2 separate regions of the Triticum aestivum genome follow, and region 2 is linked to region 1. The links are chromatin contacts, called in public Hi-C maps. All regions are on one chromosome and are shown on one strand. The core of a region is the stretch at or near the end of the contact, and the rest is flanking DNA. Distances in the headings are between cores, read along the strand shown. Region 1 holds the start of LOC100049033 (probable WRKY transcription factor 65). Region 2 has its middle 110 kb from the start of LOC100049033.

The links. Hi-C and Micro-C count contacts between places; a contact is called where the count stands out from the background.
Region 2: a Hi-C map of leaf shows a contact between it and region 1, with 7 times the contacts expected there. The contact joins the enhancer-like site here to the promoter of LOC100049033 in region 1. A contact is called at or near these places in 4 of 5 Hi-C or Micro-C datasets (leaf and an unstated tissue) and 1 of 1 datasets of contacts at active chromatin or transcription factors (leaf).

What each region holds. Positions count from the first base shown.
Region 1 is chr3D:400,607,445-400,611,454 of IWGSC CS RefSeq v2.1, forward strand. It overlaps LOC100049033 (probable WRKY transcription factor 65), which reads right to left and starts at 1,988. Exons shown (of 3, transcript XM_044501860.1): 1 at 1,471-1,988; 2 at 1,205-1,354; 3 at 395-1,078. The coding sequence starts at 1,616. The coding sequence ends at 529.
Region 2 is chr3D:400,718,788-400,722,477 of IWGSC CS RefSeq v2.1, forward strand. No RefSeq gene overlaps it. Among protein-coding and RNA genes, the nearest start is that of LOC100049033, 110 kb to the left of the region's middle. Within about 2 kb of position 1,589, at least 5 of the 8 cell types and tissues checked have an H3K27ac peak or open chromatin away from gene starts, as enhancers often do. A contact at or near this core is called in leaf, where this site is marked.

The DNA of each region.
Region 1 (4,010 bases), core at 738-3,237:
AGGCACCAAATTACCGAGCCGGCCGTGGCCGGCAAGGATGGTGGCGCGGCAGGGCACGCGGATCCGCGTGGCGAGGCCGGCATGTGGCGGCCTCGTGCGCATCCCCCCAACCGCCACCATCCCGCGCCACTTGCCCAGTTCGCCGCCACTTGCCCGCCAGCCTCTGCGCCGGGCGAGGAGTGTGTGTGTGTCTATCTGCGGTGCGCTGCGCGTCACGGGTGACGAGGAGAACGCATGAAAATGCCAACCTTTCGCTGCTTTTCGGTGGAACCGGACGTGCATCGTGGCCGGAACTGCTCCCGGAGCGGCGCGGGCGGCACAGCGCAAGCACGGGCACGGCCTTGGGTACGGCGAGCGCGACGGAACCGAGGGAGTAAAATAAGCGGAAACACCCTTGAACAGCGAAATCCCTTTGATCTGATCCAGGCTATGTACTACACCTCCAAATTACTCCGGGTAAAAACTACGGCCGGAGGAAAGGAAAAGAAAGGGGGAAAACGGGATCGGAACGGGAGGGAGGCGCGACGGTCAGGAGCAGGGCGCGGTGGCCGCCAGGGCGAGCTCGCGCCGGCGGCCGAACACGATGGCGCACTCCGGGAGCTCGCCCAGCCCCGCGAAGAGCGCGTCCTCCCCCTGCAGCTCGCGCTCCCAGTCCTCCGGCGGCGGCGCCACGTCGAACGCCGGCACGTACAGCGCCGTCCGGGGCCACGTCGGGTACTGGTCGAACCACCCGAAGTCGAAGCTCTCCTCCTCCTCCTCGGCCGCCGCGGTCACCGTCGTGATCGCCGCGGGGTCGGCCAGACCGATGACAGGCTTCTGCTCATGTTCCTCCTCCTGCTCTTGCTCCGGCGCTTCAGGCCCTTGCTCGGGCTGGCACTCCACCGGCGTGCCAGGCTCGGGCTTGGGGTCCACCAGCCGCGGGGAGGACTTGTTGGGGTGGCAGCCGGTCTTGGGCGCCGGCCACGGGTGGTTGTGATCGTAGGAGTAGGTGACGAGCAGCACGGTGGGGTCGGCGCGGCTGCGCTCCACCTGCTTCCTCGCCGGGCACCCCTTGGAGCTGCTGCAGCGGTAGTACCCCCTGAACACAACACGCGACAGCAATTCACACAAATCAGACGAGCCTATACTTACTTAGTAAGTGATAATTTAATTGCCACAAATTACCAGCCTGTCCTGCAAAGCTGTATCTACGCGTAGTACTTACCGCGGGTAGGGGGATCCCTTGATGGGCTTCTGGCCGTACTTGCGCCACGCCCACGAGTCCGGCGGCGGCGGGCCCTCGCCGTTGGTCTTGGCCCGCTCGCCGCACTCGGCAATCGGCACCGACACCACCCTCTTCTCCACAGATCTCCGGCTGCAAGAAATCGGCAAACAAACATACTCAATCCTCCGTTGTTTCAAGAAGAGTAAACCAATACTAATCGAGATTCGAGTGGTTCCATGGATCGAGATGTGCATGTGTGTATGTACCTCCGCTTGGGCGGCGGCAGCGGGGACGAGGGCGAGGGTTGGTCGCGCTTGCTCTGGCCTCCGCCGGGCGACTCGGCGTCGGCGGGCGGCTGCTCGTCGACGGAGTCGGCCCGCGGCGAGTCCGTGCCCGTGCTGCAGTCCGACATCGGCGGCGCCTAGCCTAGCCTAGGTATCCACGCCCGGCCCCGGCGGAATCGGATACGGGCGGAGCTATCTAGCCTCTGGACTCGTAACAGAAGTCCCGGCCCGGCGGCTGGCTGGCTGGCTGGCTGCCCCGGATAAAAAGCTCAAAGCGAAACCAACCCCCACTTTCCGAAAGCGTATATATCTGTGGGCTGGGCTTTGGTGATGATCACTGGCTACCGCAACAGAGTGTACTATCAGGGCGAGGGGAACGGAGGAGGAGGGGGTGTAGTAGTACAGGGCCGGGTCGAGTGATGGGGGGATGGTGGAAATGGTGGCGGATGGATGGATGGATGGGTGCAGCTTTCAATGATCCGCCCCCCTACTACGTGCGCGTTTGTATATGTGCGCTGGTGGACGGACGCTTTTGTTTATGCGCACGATGTTGCCATCCACCGGGTGCAGCGCGTACTACTGTGTGGAAATGGACGTGTTGTGTGTGTGCGCGCAGCGTTTTCGCCTGTTTGTTTAGCGTTCCGCGCAGTCCCGCCTCCGGCTCCGGGTTCTGGATTGGATCGCTCTCCCTCTCACGCTGTTGCGTATGGGAGGGCAGGAGCGAGAGGAGGAGGGCGACGTCTTGGGGCGATTAAATTAGCGGAGGCTGCGATGGCGACGCCCTCCGTAACCGATCTGGCCAATCATGTCCGCGGCCTTGCCTCCCGCCCCATGTACACACATGGCGCATCTTTTCCCTTTGTTTTGTGCATGTGCGGAGCCGGAGCGAGATGATGATGATGTACTTTGCCGCCTGCTTGCCTGATCCAGCGAGCCGCCCGTGATCATGTACGTAGCAGGTGTCGGGTTCGCTAAATTCGGTACCGATCCAACTGGAGCATCAGATTCTACTTGGACGGCCAGGATACGTCGATGCACACTACCGCTCTGTGCATGTTTTTCAGTTTTTGACCCGTAGCGCAAGCGGAGTGTTCTGAGTACTGCTTGCTACATCGATCGATCATACTCCATGCGCCATGCAGTTGCTCTGGTGAACACACTATTTCGTGTCGAATCATTACAGACCCTGTAGAACTGGCTACTTTTGCAAGTACTAGCACGGCTGCAAGCGTACGCGCAAAAACCGATTACTGTCGTACGTATGCAGGCACGTAGTTGGTCGAAGGTGAATGGCGAGATCCATCCATCAGATCAGATGGTGCCAAGGTTCATCCATCCATCAATTAATGATCCATGTGAGTCGCTGGGAAACTGCACTGCGGCTACTTGTTAATTCCATCTTACACTGTCAGTACTCCACGGTATCTTTACACGGACTCTGCCTGACAGAAAAAGCTTGTTAATTTTGGCGTGGGTATTGTATTGCTGCTTTGGCAGTACATATAGCTAACTAATGCATACAGCCTGCCAAAAGAAAAATCAGAGTACAACACAAGATCGATGCAAGATAATACTACTGGGAAGTGGTCCCGGCGTTCAGCGCCATCGAGCTGGTGCTTGGGTTCCCATGCCAGCGAAATGCGTTCCCACGTGCACTTTTTTCTCTCTCTCGGCGACACTAATATGTGATTTTGACGTGCTCCAACTCAAGTCTGTTCCCTCTCGTCCATATGATGGCATCTAGATTCTAGAAGCCTTATTTTGCCGGCCTCTTCTCATTTTCAGGCTTCCCGGTCCTGACCCCGACCATACAATACTCTTTTCGTGCCTTTAACCGAAGTGTGCCCTTTTCTTGTTTCATCCGTGATCGTTCATTTTCTCGATTCCTACTAATTTGCTCCATGAAGCTTTTTCTTTTCGGGTGAAAAAATTACTCCATGCGATCCAAAAAGGAAGCCATGACACCTTTTTTTTGGATCGGAGAGAGTATTGCACGTTCGATTAAGCAAACAGAATTTTAAAAATAGTAAAAAAATCAATAAAAAAGTGGAACTCTTTTGCGACAAGTATAGTCTAGCATAATTCTCATGTTTATATTATTTGGACAAAATGAGCTATGTCGTATTTTGAGCGAAAAAACAAAAGTGCAGCTACAAAAACCGTGAACAGTAGTGTTTATATAGTGTTAATTATGTTGTATTTTGCTCAAAATATGTTGTGAATCATTTTCATTTTTTTCCCGAAACTTCTAACATGAGTATTATCTAGACCATCTTTCTTGCCACAAAGCTTCAAAACTATTTGATTATTTTTCTTAAAAGAATATCAATTCAGGTGCCCCTAGACCTAAGTTCCATGGTGTATTTTTTGGTAATAATGTCCTTCAATCTGCCAGCTTCTGTTCTAATGCACTTGGAGGACCTGAACCAATCCACGTGATGGTTCTACCCTCTAATTTACCAAAGTTGCTAAACAATCGCTAACATTATTTTCAGTTCGCCTTACATGAGTAGTACAAGTTT
Region 2 (3,690 bases), core at 339-2,838, 110 kb after region 1:
CCATGACATCATCAAGAGCTTCCTTTGTAAGACCACATTCCTTCATCATAGTCTACACATCGTTCGTGTTAGTATCGGAACTGGAAGCTTCACTTTGCATGACGAAAACCTAGCCCAATGAAGAAAGATCGCCGGACGTTGAACCGTAATCCTCTAACTCGCCAAATAGATCTAGCTAGTCCAAAGGATAAAATGATACTAAAATAAGTAGTCCATGTTAGTAACTCATAACCGAGTGACACCAAAATCCAGTGGCTAAAATGGTATTTCAGCACTAATTCTAGCGAGAGGTGAAGCACTTCTCTCTCGGCGCGGCTCTCTTCTCTCTTATTTGGGGCATGCAGTAAGTAGTTTGATTCTCTATTACGCGTATTCGTAGTACTAGTATATTGTGCGATTTAACAACTAACTACTGATTGGCTACTACTCAGCTGGCTAACCGCATGTGCCTACGCCTTAAATCGAGGATTAAAATAAGCCTGTGCGTGACCACGACTACCAAACCAAACCCTACTCAATCAAACACCACTAGAAGTTTGATTAAACAGCTCGAGGAAGCCGGCCGGCCTCACCTTATCCTCTTCCATCATCCGGGCCCTACCGATCTGGGGAGCAGGTTAAAGAATCACAGGATGGGTGTTATTTTCGCTGCTCCAAGCAAAAGGTTTCCTCCCTCCCATCGGTTTCTGCAAATACCAACGTGCCACGCCCTCGTGGGTCGTGCTAGCAATTCGATTAGAGACATGCTGTGATGCAAATCTAATTCCGAAACGTGAGCTCTCATGTGTGCGGACGATCGATTAGAGAGACGCAACGGCTAAATGCAGGCATCGTGCGCGCTTCCTGGTGCGGACCGTTGTTGCTCCGCATCTCTCGATCGATGGAATCAAGAAACGGCCGAATTGAAGAAGCGGCATCGGTTCATCAGTCGTCGACCGATCCCAGTCATCCGTGATAAAGAATCGTTGATTTGGAGGTTACATTGCCATGGATCGGGGAGTATTAATATTAATAATCAGTGCCTCTTCTTCTACTAGTACTATACTTGCATCACCAGCCCAGCTCTTGACTCCTTCTTGGCCAGGGAGATAAATATCTCGCCTTGGCCGGACGATGCATCCATTTGCATTGCGTAGTCAAACGACGAATCCTTAGATCTGAAGCCACGGACTACGTACGGTGCACACGAGAGACGTTGGGATCTCAGAAATAAGCCTGTCTGACTGACATGCCGGGTGATGCCAATTAATTAGTGGACGTGCAGCTGCTGGTCTTCTGGGTTGTTTTTCGTTTTCCTTTGAGTGGCGTTCTCCTTCCGCAAGAAAGAAGAAATAAAATGCGTGTCATACGCGTCTGCGGTCATACTGTATCCATTCAAAATATAAGAATGGTGCTCTCCTAATCACGGGGCCTTGCCTCAGCAGTCGCCACGGACATGAAATCAAAAGCAAAAGCAGATCAAGCAAAACAAAAATCCGAGGAAATGGATATCGCAAGCCAGGCATAGCAAAGTTCTGTACACACTACTGTGCTACGGACAAGGCAGAGAGGAAAGTCTGTGGATTTTTTCCGAGGAGCAGGTGGAACGGGAGGACTGATAGGCATTAGCGACAGCGCTGGCGAAGGAAGGCGACAGGCGCGGGCGGAGCTGTTATTCCGAGCGGCGCGTGCGTGGAAGCTTCGCCCGCATGCGCAGACAAGAACTGGTTTCACATCACGCGCGCGCACGCACAAGAACTGGTGGCACAGCGAGACGGCGTTACGACGCAGGCCGCAGCGCTGCAACGGGTGGAGGAAACTTCACACGGCACGGACGCGCTTCATGCCGTCGTCAGCCGCCTGGTTTTGTACCCTAGCGGCTAGCGCCTGATTTTTTTTTGCTTTTCCAGCTTCAACGAGGAATTGCATTGCATGTCGAGGATGGCCTTGTAAAAAAGTGGAATGGGATTATCCATCCGGTGTGGCCAGTTTTGAGAAGAACAAAAAGGAGTGCATGCATGCCTGTGCTGATCCAGCTGACGGCGACATGGATGCATCATTTTCTTTTCTTTACTGTTATCCTTTGACATGGCTTATTATTGCCTAGTTGGCTTTGATTTCGGCTATAAAACAGGCCTTATCCGACTCGTTCGTTCTCCGATTGCTGGCGTTATGATTGACTTTTATTTGTTGCGGCACGAAGAATATTGGGAATGCGAATGCGACCGAGGAAGAGTGATAGGGCACGACGCAAACGCCAGAACAGCTCGCGGTGTCGTGCAATCGTGTTTCGCCCGCCTGAATTTGTGTTATGTGGAGTATATCTCTCGCCTGAAAATGGAAGAAGGAAGAAACGGCGTTCAGCTCCCGACATGCTTTATTTTACTAGCTCAGGCGTTCCATTCTGTTGTGTCGATCAATTACGCTACACGTATTTTCCAAGGCTAGATTAATGTATAAGAATTCCCCGATAATTCGAAGGAGAGTGCAAGATGCAGGAGCCCAACTAACACCCAGCCACGACCGGGTGCAACTCCAAATCAAGGCTGCATACCCAGTGTCCTCAACACGAGAATGAAGAGAGCAAAAAGCCAAAGCTCTGCCATTATGTTTACAAATTTGATCAGCTGCATGCAACTTGCCACAAATTGCCTGCCAAAGAAAGATTTCGATCTTTAATGAGATACGTGAACGCCACACATCCTTAAACTTTGAGGACGGAGGTCAAGAGAGCAAGCGAAGATATAAAGACTTAACCGAGAAATTACCAGAAGAGGAATAAGGCCAAGTCATCGAATCCGAGATCTCTGAGCGAGGAGAAAATGGCAGCAAGACTGTGCCAGTCTTCCAACTCTTCATGAGATAAAGATCGTCGAAAGCCTAAATCCCAATTATTGTGAGAAAGGTCAACAATAGAGATCTCAGGATTACCACAGAAATGAAAATAAAACCGGGAAGAGAGAACACAAAGGGGTGTCTCCAACCCACCAGCCAAGCCAAAATCGTGTGGATTTGTCATCGTTGACAACAAATTTCACATGCTCGCGGAATCCATCACGCACCTTAACAAAATCATGCCAAAATTGAGAACCATCCGTAGCAGAGGAAAACAAAGGGCTCGAGAAGGGAAAGTATTTACCTTTAAGGATATCGAACGAAAGAGTACCTTTGAAAGGTTTCAGGGTCCGCCACCACCATTCGACCATCAAGCACTTATTCATAATAGAAGTGTTGATAATACCCAAGCCCCCATTATTTTTAGGTCTACAAATAATATTCCATTTAACCAATCTATACTTTTCCTTGTTGCCCTCCGTGTTCCAGTAAATGTCGTTTACATATGTCTGTGTATGATTTTCCTTTTTGCGATGATATGTGTCAGTTTGTATAATATGATGATCAACGTAGCCAGTAAAAGAGAAGACATAGGGCAAAAGGGCAGCAAGGGATCTGTTTTATCCTCATGAATTTTTCATATATTATACTCTCTTTGTAAACAAATATAAGACTTTTTAGCTCACTAAAGTGGGAGTAGATAGTAAATTTTGAACTTGGAACTTGAGAGGTCGTATAAACCTGTCCTGGAATTGGGACAGAGACAGAAAGGTAAAGCGCTTAGAAAGTAATAGGCCCTTTTTCTACAACAGAATAGTACATGCCTTTATACTGTGGTCTGCAAATACACATTATGACCCGCAAGGAAATATTTCT